3 separate regions of the Mus musculus genome follow, and regions 2 and 3 are each linked to region 1. The links are chromatin contacts, called in public HiChIP or PLAC-seq and promoter capture Hi-C maps. All regions are on one chromosome and are shown on one strand. Each heading gives the region's core, a stretch centred on a gene start, on an enhancer-like site or on the middle of the called end of the contact. The rest is flanking DNA. Distances are from core to core; before and after follow the strand shown.

Region 1 (3,264 bases), core at 759-3,258:
TGACATGACAGAAGCCATCATACCTCACATGAGGAGCCTGGGTCAGGATCCATGGCAAGGAAGACGTCAGGGACAGACATGCCAAGGATGACATTTGAAGAGAATGTTCTTTTAGACCATTTTTGAGGGTTCACATTGCTGCCTCTCATACTCCAGTACAACCTACCACAGAAAAGCGTAAAGAACTTTTAACTGTATACACCTTCCTCTGAGTATGTATATTTGGGGACTGGAAGGAGGCTATATGAGTGTGTGTTGGAATAAAATTGCTTTCCCATTAAAGATTTTTTTTTATTTTTGATGAGCATGTCTCGGTGTGGATAACACGCCAGCGTCTGTTTCTCTCCTCTACACTCAGAGCATGTGTGCGTCATAACTTTTACCTTCAGAACTCTACAGGAACAATTGGACTCCCACTGGTATTTTTGGATATTGCTCTAAGGCAGCACAACTTTCTTTCACTCATATGTATCTTCAGAACACACCCCCAAAATAGCAGGAAGTAAGCAAATGCACTTACAAAAATCCACACATTTGGAGTATAGTAGATCAGAGATTCACCAATCTTCTCATATTATGAAATACGTTTAATATTGCTAGAGCATGTAGATACAGAGATGAACACAGTGACAAAGAAACTCATGGTCAAAATTGGAGAAGTGTTCCCTCTGGTTGGGGAGAAGAGACAGGGTACAGTCAGAGGACAGGAGAGGTTCTGAGTTCACCAGGTCTATGGGCAGGGAGCAGGGTGGCAAAGGGGCATGCTCAAGGGCACAAGGGAGAACAGAAAAGCCTCATTTCAGGTTGTTAAGGTAAGTTAATATGACAGGAACATGGAGTAGTGTAGGAGAAAGTGAGAGATAGACTGACTATCTGATAGATGGAAAAGGAAGGTCAGACCTCAGAAATGTACACACTTGCTTTTAAAACTTTTATGGTCCCAGAGTTTTTTCTTTGTTTCTAGTTTTCTGTTTTTTGTTTGTTTTGTTTTTCATTTTATCCTATTTGTATGGGGGTGACTCTACAAAAGGCTCCAGTCATGTGACTGAACTTAAAGAAGTTTTTTTTTTTTCATTTCAGCAACCCCTTCTTTACTTGTTTCTGTTCCAGAAGATTCCGTCCAAAGAACAGCTCCAATGCCTCAATGCCCTCAGCCCCCTATGCAGCCCATCTACAGTACACCTCAAAGCCCTCAGCCCCCTATGCAGCCCATCTACAGTACACCTCAAAGCCCTCAGCCCCCTATGCAGCCCATCTACAGTACACCTCAATGCCCTCAGCCCCCTATGCAGCCCATCTCCAGTACACCTCAATGCCCTCAGCCCCCTATGCAGCCCATCTCCAGTACACCTCAATGCCCTCAGCCCCCTATGCAGCCCATCTCCAGTACACCATTAACTGAAAGGTCTGTAGCAGGACAGGAAGGAGCCAGCCAATTAAGGCAGAGCAAAATGTTGGAGGAAAAATTGATCTAATGATTTAAGCAAATGCCTTGGTAAAAAATTTGAACTCAGCTTATGAGTATTCAATATGAAAGCCAGGCTTGGTGTATAAGCAACATACATTTTATTTTGTTAAGAATTATTATTATTATTATTATTATTATTATTTATTTTTGCTTCTGTGATAGTTCGTAGCACTCACAGGTGCATGTGACTCACCATGGCCTACACAGCTAAACTCATGTTTAGGAGACATTGCTGGAAAGTCACACCCGTAGGAAACAAGAAATCAGCTGTCAAAAAATCAACAGTGACCTAACTACTTGGGTAAATATGATAAATTTCTGGCAGTTAGGCCAGAAGAAAAGCTAGGTTAGCCCCAGGCATTCTGTGGGTAGAAACTTCCTCCTCTAGTAGGAGAAACTGCTCTAAAGGAAGAAGGGTAATTTATATACATAGCAAGGCCAATCTGCCCCACATCTTAGTCACTGCCTGCCTACTTGAGACATCCTGGGAAATCCCAGTTACATGGAAGCCAATAAAAGTTAAAATCACACTTCTCATGCATCCTTATTCTGTGTGGTTAACATACAGTCACTTCTGCTGGAGTCTAAGGAGAACTTGTTATTATTTTCTACCGCGAGTCAACAGAGACATAGGTTTTCCAAAGCTTGCCCGTTCTCATCGTGAAAGGCACTATAAGAGCTTTTCTTTCTCTCTTTTTCCTTCTGCTTTACAAGACTCTCAGAAAAACAGCTTCCTTGTCTTCCCAGGACATGTCTGGACTGAGTGCGGCTGGAGCTTGCATGGAGCACACAGAGGTAAGAGCATGTGTCAGGTTAAGGTGGCTATACTCAGAGCCAAGAACACGATGATAGAGGGGTCAAAGAGTAGAGAACTTCAGTAGCTGAACCACCTTCTTCAATTGAGACCTGCTCAGAATTTGAACCAGTATTATTTGACAAATGAAAAGTCACTGGCTTTGAACTCACTGAGTTGGGCTGCTTCTACTAAATGACAGGACCACATCTGCACAGTTTCCTTTTCCTATGTGATTTTGTTCTGTAGAAGAAGTTAGTTCAGTGTAAAGTCTAAAACATGTACTGTAAAGATGTGATTAGAAATAAGATATTTAGCAGTAAAAGACTTATAACATTAATATATTCAACTGGTGCTATAATTTGTTTCAGCTATTACAAAAAACATTCACTATTTCAATGAATTCATTATTATGCTTTCTTAGTTTTAGTATATTTTTATTCATTTATTTTAAATGTGTGCATACACATATGCCACAGAGTGACTGTGGAGGCCAGAAGACTGACTGCCTGCCAATGATAGGCCTTTCCTTCCACGGTGTGGGTCCCAGAGATCAAATTCAGTTATTTGTCTCAGTGGCCTGTGAATTACCCACTCTGCCAACTTGCTGGATTATCTCAAAGTCTTCTTAAAGAGTTGCCCAAGACATAATGAGAAACTAAGTGGAATTCCTTTGTTCATTTCGATATTTAATTTGCTGTGTCACAACTTGAATGTCCTAGCAGTTGACTTGAATGTTTTGGTAGAAGAAATAGCCAAACATTTTCAACAGAGACTTTATTTCACAGAAAATGATAATAAGGAATTGTTTAGAAGGATTGCTTGTTTTATAAGAAGGCCCTTCCTAGAACCCAATGACTAAATGTCTTTGTATTTACTATGATATCAGATGACTTTGCTACCTGAAGAAAAACTGAAAAGAAAAGAAAACACACGCAAAAACTTACTCCAAATATGAACAGCTTTGTGTTTGTTTGACTCTGCTTGGTTTAAAAATGTACCT
Region 2 (3,062 bases), core at 191-2,690, 550 kb before region 1:
TCAGAAATCTGCCTGTCTCTGCCTCCCAAGTGCTGGGATTAAAGGCTTCTTTAGAGTCTCAAGGAATAAGGATAAACAAAGTGACTACTAGCCCCAAATTATCTGTCCTTAACAGAATTCTCCTTTCTGGTTGACTGTTATTAGTTGGTTTATGCTCTTACAAACTCTGCGTGTTGAGTCCTGAGTCCCAAGTAGTTCAGAAAGGGACCACATTTGGACATAGGGTCTTCAGAAAAGGTAATGAAGTTAAAATGAAGTGACTAGCACACGCTCCCATATTGTACAAATTATGTTCTCATTAGAAGAAATGTGGACATAGACAAGGTAAGTGCAGGCACAAGAACATGGTGTCACAAGTCTAGAAAGGAGGCCAGAATAGGTCTACAAAATACTTTCAGTGTATTTCAGATCTCAGAGAAAATGTTTCCTTGTGTTTATGCCATCTGGAATGTGCTACTGTTCTATTGTGACTGCTTTGGTTTGGGTATGGTTGGTGTGTGTACTCAAAAGGTGATGTATGTGGAAGAAGCTATTTTCATTTTTTTTCCCGAGCTATTTTCTAGTATAGTAGGGTAGAGAGGTAAGGAAACCTTTTCAGGGTGAGGTCCAGTGATGGGGCCATGGTCCAGACAAGGGATTAATGTTGTTCTCCTTTAAGTAGATTAATCTCAGAGAAGGTGGGCTACCACAGAAAAGGATGTATGAGCTTTCCTTGGTCTGTTGCTTCTTGGTGTGCTATGGGATCATTTCCTGAAAGGATATCCAACATGGTGCACACGTATCACAAATCGACTAGAAGAGAAAATGCCAACAAACAAAACCAAGGAAAATCATGTCAACAGTGGAGAAGCTCAAGCAAAGCCTTTGTGTTGAAAAGTATCAGATATTGTCTCTTACTAATTACTTAGCATCTGCAGGACTGTGTGTGTGTGTGTGTGTGTGTATGTGTGTGCGCGCTCTGTCTCACAGAACACTTGTGGAAGCCAGAGAACAACGTTCAGAATTGGTTTTTTTCCTTTTACTAAGTGGCTCTAGGTGATTGAACTCAGGTCATCAAACTTAGTAACAAGCACCTTTAAAAAGCGCCTTTACCCGCCAGGCCTCAGTTTTTTTTATTTTGTAAAACTGTCTTGTAATGATTGAGATTACACAATTAAAACACTGTCACGTTCGAAACGACGAACATAAATTTAGTGAAAAATTATATTGCATATTGACATTGTGGAACATAACCGACAAGCTCCGAATTAATTGTATCTTGCGACGCCATTTGCTCTCATCTTGTTTTATTGTTTTATTAGCTCTGTAGCCGGCGCGGTGAAAAGGAACCAAGAAACAATTCCAGCCTTAGAATCTAGCAGAGATAGATACAGGTTACCATGACAACGGCGCGCTCAGACATTTTTCTGACCACGCGACGCTTGGGAGAACAAGGCCTGGGCTGCGTGTTGCGTCATCACTACGCGCTCCGTGGCTTGCCCAGCGCTGCCTTGGAAGGTCCCGGCCAGGCTACCGTCGCCTCCCTCAAAGAATTATTTTGTTCTTGTCCACCTTTGTTCCAACGAGGAGCCTGCCAGGCTGTAAGTGCGTGCGTGCGTGCGGGCGGCGGGCTCCCTTCGGCGGCGCGCCGGCCTGTCAAGCTTCCTCCTCGGCCGGGCCTCGCCGCGTCTACTTCCGGGCGGCGCGCCGCTCCCGCTTCGGCCCTTTGTGTTCCCGCGGCGGAGGCTCGGGCCTCGCGGGCTTTGTGGAGGCGGCGGGCGCTCGGTGCGGGCTGCGTGGCGGGAAGGCGGGCGCGCACCTCTGCGGCCCGGGTGAGGACCTCGTGCGAGGGTCGGCTCGGGCTCGTGGGGTCGCGCGGGCCGGGTCGAGGGCGCGACGGGCATTTGGCCGGGACTGCAATCCGCCGTCCCCGTGTGGCCTAACAAAGCACAGCCGGAACCGGGCTCGGGCATCGGTGCGGCCGGACCCCCTTTCTCTGGGAGCCAAGTGTGGTGGCTTTGTGTGGCTCCTTGTTTTCACCGCCTCATCCCCCTGTTTTTTGTTCCCTCCCTGCAGCTAGTTCATTGAAAGCTGTCAGCCCCCTCAGGGTGGTGGTTCCTCCCAATATGAATCTTTTCAACTTGGACCGTTTTCGCTTTGAGAAAAGGAGTAAGATTGAGGAAGCACCCGAAGCAGCCCCTCAGCCCTCCCAGGCCCGTCCTTCGTCACCAATTTCTCTTAGTGCTGAAGAGGAGAATGCTGAAGGGGAAGGTAGCAGGGCAAACACCCCAGACTCAGATGTAACTGAGAAAACAGGTGAGTTACAATGTTGCACACTGATAACAACCGGAGGTGACAGGCAGGAGGGAATCCACTTTTTTGTTACACTTTAATGTTACACAGATTGATACAGTGTTTCCAGTTTTGTGCATTGAAATCCAGCATTGGGACTGCCATAGCCACCAACTACCTGCCAACCCGAGCCTTACCTCCATTGTCTCACTTGTAGGAGTTCTTGGGATTCAGCATAATGGTGGACGCTGAAAGCCGAGTGTAGAGAATTCTTGGGTCAGAATGGCTACTGAGAGAAGAATGTAGGCAGTTCTAGTAGACTTCAAGGTTATTAATTTAGTTACAGGTTTTCATCCATTCTAATATTTTCATTTTTCGCCCCTTGTTCTGTCTCTTTTGTTTGTTTTGAGGCAGGATCTGACTTTGTGGCCTTGGCGCTTGTGTGAAACCGCGTGGACTGGATGGCTTTGAACTTGTGATCCTTCTGCCTCTGCCTCCCAGTTGCTGGGATTCCAGCCACATGTCACCGCACCTGACATCTTTTCCTGGCTTTTTGAAAGCAGTGTCCCTCCCTGCCTTACCTTCTCCAGTGATTGCAGATGGGGTTTCATGCTTCCCCCAGCACTGATCTTTTCTGCAAGCTAGATGTGACAGATGCTTGAAGATAACATCTAGATCCAAATAAAGGTTAAAGAAATACTCCTTCCACCTAACTTTTTGGAAATCTCCAGAATTCACTTGAATAGTTTGTAACTCTTAGTGAATAAAAAAATTCAAACCAATTGTAGCAG
Region 3 (2,906 bases), core at 215-2,714, 880 kb after region 1:
AGGTAAAAAGAAATTCATTCACACTACCACATAGCTAGTAAGGGATTAAAGCCACACTAACACTCAGGGACACTGACAGAACAGGCAAACCTTTTCAATAATAATCTTACAATAATCTTCCCTGTATCTGTTGCTGTAATTTAAGGGGGAGGGGGCAAAGTCGAACTTTCCGTCAGAAACAATGTTTTGTAAAAGCATCCCAGCCTGCATCTGTGCGGGTTCTATGGCGTTTCAATGCTCTGTGCTGCTTCTCCCTGCTCTCCACTGCCATCTCCAAATTCCACCTTAAGGTAACTGCTGCCATGTGGCAAACTCCAGTAATAAAGTCCCATCAAACAGGCAGAGAGCAGGGAATCCTCTTTTTCTATTGGTTCCTTCCTGACTCTTAAAAGCGCTGACTCATAACCCTGTGTCCCTTCAAAACAAAGTAAAATGGAAAAAAAGAAAAAAGAAAGAAAAACTTAGTTACTCGAAAGGAGCATAAAAACTTACCTGCTTATGTGGTTGACTTCAAGAAGGCATCTAAGATCAGCAGCACGTCCTTCAAACTTATCCCCAGTTGGTTTCTCTACTGACTGCAATAGTAAAACTGAAATCCTTTGCAACACGTGTTTGCACTGGGGACGATGTGGACTCAGGAGGAGACTGTGGTTCCATTCCTCTGTCGTGGCTTTACTCAGTGAAGACACCACACAAAAGCCAAAGATGAGCCAGTGAGTCGGATTGGGTGAGGGCAAAGAGAAAGCTCTGGAATTTGGGGACATCACAACAAAGTGACTTTTGGGAAGTTACACTATTGAAGCCAAACAGTTTTAGCTCCTTGTAAAAACACAATTGTGTAATCACAGAATTAAAATCTCAGTACTTCTTTTGTCTTTATGCTCCTATATTTTTATTACTGTGTAATTATTATGTCATACATTTTCCATGAAAATTTTCTCTACATCAATATCCTCTCATAGTATTTTAAAACTTTTTAAGTAGAGATGTGGATTTCTCTAATCATTAACTTCTATCTGGTTAAAGAAAATGAGAATAGTTGTAATATGTTTATATAATATAATCATACTTTTAAAGTATACAAGGAAATACTGGTTTGTTTTACAAACACTGTATTTTAACCAGCTGGTAATAATCATTGAGCCTAGGAAAAGATAAAGAGTGATTGTAATAAAGAGTTGCAAACACTACATCCAAGATACCCAGTTTTCTATAAGAAGAGATAGAAATAAAGGGTAATTGTTTTAAATCAAGGAGTCCCAACACTAAGGAAAGAGACAGAAGAGATCTTATGTTCTAGGCTAGCCTGGGCTACATGGTGAGTCTTTGTATAAAAAATAAGAAACAGTCAAAGAAAATGAGAGACTTCCAGGGTGAACACTTACTTGTTGGTCTCAGATATCAGAAGGAATAAAACTACAGCTCTCTCCACTGAGTAGATCCTAACAATGTTCACAAAAAGAGCCAAGGCTTCTAAGGAGGGAATCTTTTCAAACAACGTGTATGTGCTTGCTTTGTTTTGTGAATTCTAGGTAGAGATCTTCTAGGCTTTCTTCCGTGTCCAAGTTGTGAACAGCTAGTGAGTACAACTAGAAAAGGAGAAAATAATGTGATTCTTTAAAATATTTTAAAGAAATAAATCTTGCAAGGAAACTGTAACTAAAAACATCCTGGAGACTTTTCTGCGGAACTATAATCTTCAAGTTTGTGTTTATTTCTCTCTTCAATCTATCTAATCTTCCACAATTGTTTAGGGTTAAGAAAGCTGAAGCAAGATATCTGATGAATATTTAATTTCCACTTGTTTGTACGTATGTGATTATTCATATAATAGTCCCATGGATTTTTATGACATCTGCTTTGTTTTAAATAGTAAAGACATTTTTTTTTTGTTTTTCCTAAAACTGAGTTTTTACTTGAGACCCTAGTGCCATCTACTGAAACAAATTAAAACTACAGCCTTCTTACCATTGTTGAATAAGCACAACTTCCAAAGTAGCTTAGCCCTTGTCCTTACAATGTTTCGTTATAAAAAAAACACTTATTGTTTTTCCGCATATATCCAGGAAAATAGTCTCAACTCTCTGTTTCAACTGAAGAATCTAAAATTCATAATTATAAGTCTTTGATGAGCATTTCCTGGTAGAAACACAGTTTCTGGGTGAACCAAACAGAATTTGCCCTGTTCTAGGAACACAAAGATGAACTGAAAGTTCTATTTCCATATATTCTAGCTTAGGAAGAGTGCATCTCAGTGGTACTGTGCTGCTTGGTACACACAAGGTACAGAGTTCCATCGCCAGTTTTGAAAAAAATAAGTTCATTAGATCGAAAAATAATCATACATTTTGCAAACATTTCTAAATGTTCATTCTGAGAATAACAACGTGAAAGTTATTTTTGAGAGGTTTTAGACAACTGGATATCTTTTTAACTGAGAAAAAGTAGGCAAAAGTTCTGATAATGTATTTAGACAGTCTTACTATTTAGTATCAGAGCTGCAGCAGCACACACGTCAACTGAAGCTCTTCTATGAGCTGTGTGTGTTTACTGTCACTTCTTGATTAGTTATAGATAGCACAGTATAGTAACAATACCTTTGAAATGCTGGCAAGTAATGGAGTGACAATATTCAAATTGTAAAATACAACATGAAAATTAACTTTATATCTCCTCACATTCTTAGTTACCTGCTTATTTTGCTGTTAGCTCAATGCATGTGTTCTCCTGGACTGTACACAATACACAGTTATTGATTATTTAATTAAATTTAGACTTTCCTGTGTTCTCCTAACCCACCAAAACTATATATAAAGGCAAATATGTTACAGTCCATAATGTAAAGGAAGATTGATGTATATGTACAGATAAAATTTAATAGGCCATTAAAATGTTTGTGGGGCCCA

The links. HiChIP or PLAC-seq counts read pairs in DNA pulled down with a chosen protein or histone mark. Capture Hi-C pulls out chosen DNA fragments and counts their contacts.
Region 2: a promoter capture Hi-C map of pancreatic islet shows a contact between it and region 1. The contact joins the promoter of Smarcad1 here to the promoter of Tnip3 in region 1. A contact is called at or near these places in 1 of 39 promoter capture datasets (the HPC-7 cell line), 2 of 484 Hi-C or Micro-C datasets (CD4 T cells and LSK cells), 3 of 115 datasets of contacts at active chromatin or transcription factors (bone marrow-derived dendritic cells, memory CD8 T cells and pancreatic cancer cells) and 4 of 9 other capture datasets (adipose tissue, liver, macrophages and 1 more).
Region 3: an H3K4me3 HiChIP or PLAC-seq map of bone marrow-derived macrophages shows a contact between it and region 1, with 9 times the contacts expected there. The contact joins the promoter of 2610300M13Rik here to the promoter of Tnip3 in region 1. A contact is called at or near these places in 12 of 39 promoter capture datasets (the 3T3-L1 cell line, 3T3-L1-derived adipocytes, cranial neural crest and 8 more), 2 of 484 Hi-C or Micro-C datasets (Th1 cells and cerebral cortex), 8 of 115 datasets of contacts at active chromatin or transcription factors (bone marrow-derived dendritic cells, bone marrow-derived macrophages, embryonic stem cells and 2 more) and 3 of 9 other capture datasets (adipose tissue, embryonic stem cells and liver).

Annotation. Positions count from the first base shown.
Region 1 is chr6:65,588,390-65,591,653 of GRCm38.p6, forward strand. Tnip3 (TNFAIP3 interacting protein 3) reads left to right here and starts at 2,009. Exons shown (of 8, transcript NM_001001495.2): 1 at 2,009-2,263. The coding sequence starts at 2,219.
Region 2 is chr6:65,041,151-65,044,212 of GRCm38.p6, forward strand. Smarcad1 (SWI/SNF-related, matrix-associated actin-dependent regulator of chromatin, subfamily a, containing DEAD/H box 1) reads left to right here and starts at 1,441. Exons shown (of 24, transcript NM_001355250.1): 1 at 1,441-1,580; 2 at 2,056-2,295. The coding sequence starts at 2,106.
Region 3 is chr6:66,465,019-66,467,924 of GRCm38.p6, forward strand. 2610300M13Rik (a long non-coding RNA gene) reads right to left here and starts at 1,465. Exons shown (of 3, transcript XR_869151.1): 1 at 1,386-1,465; 2 at 493-747.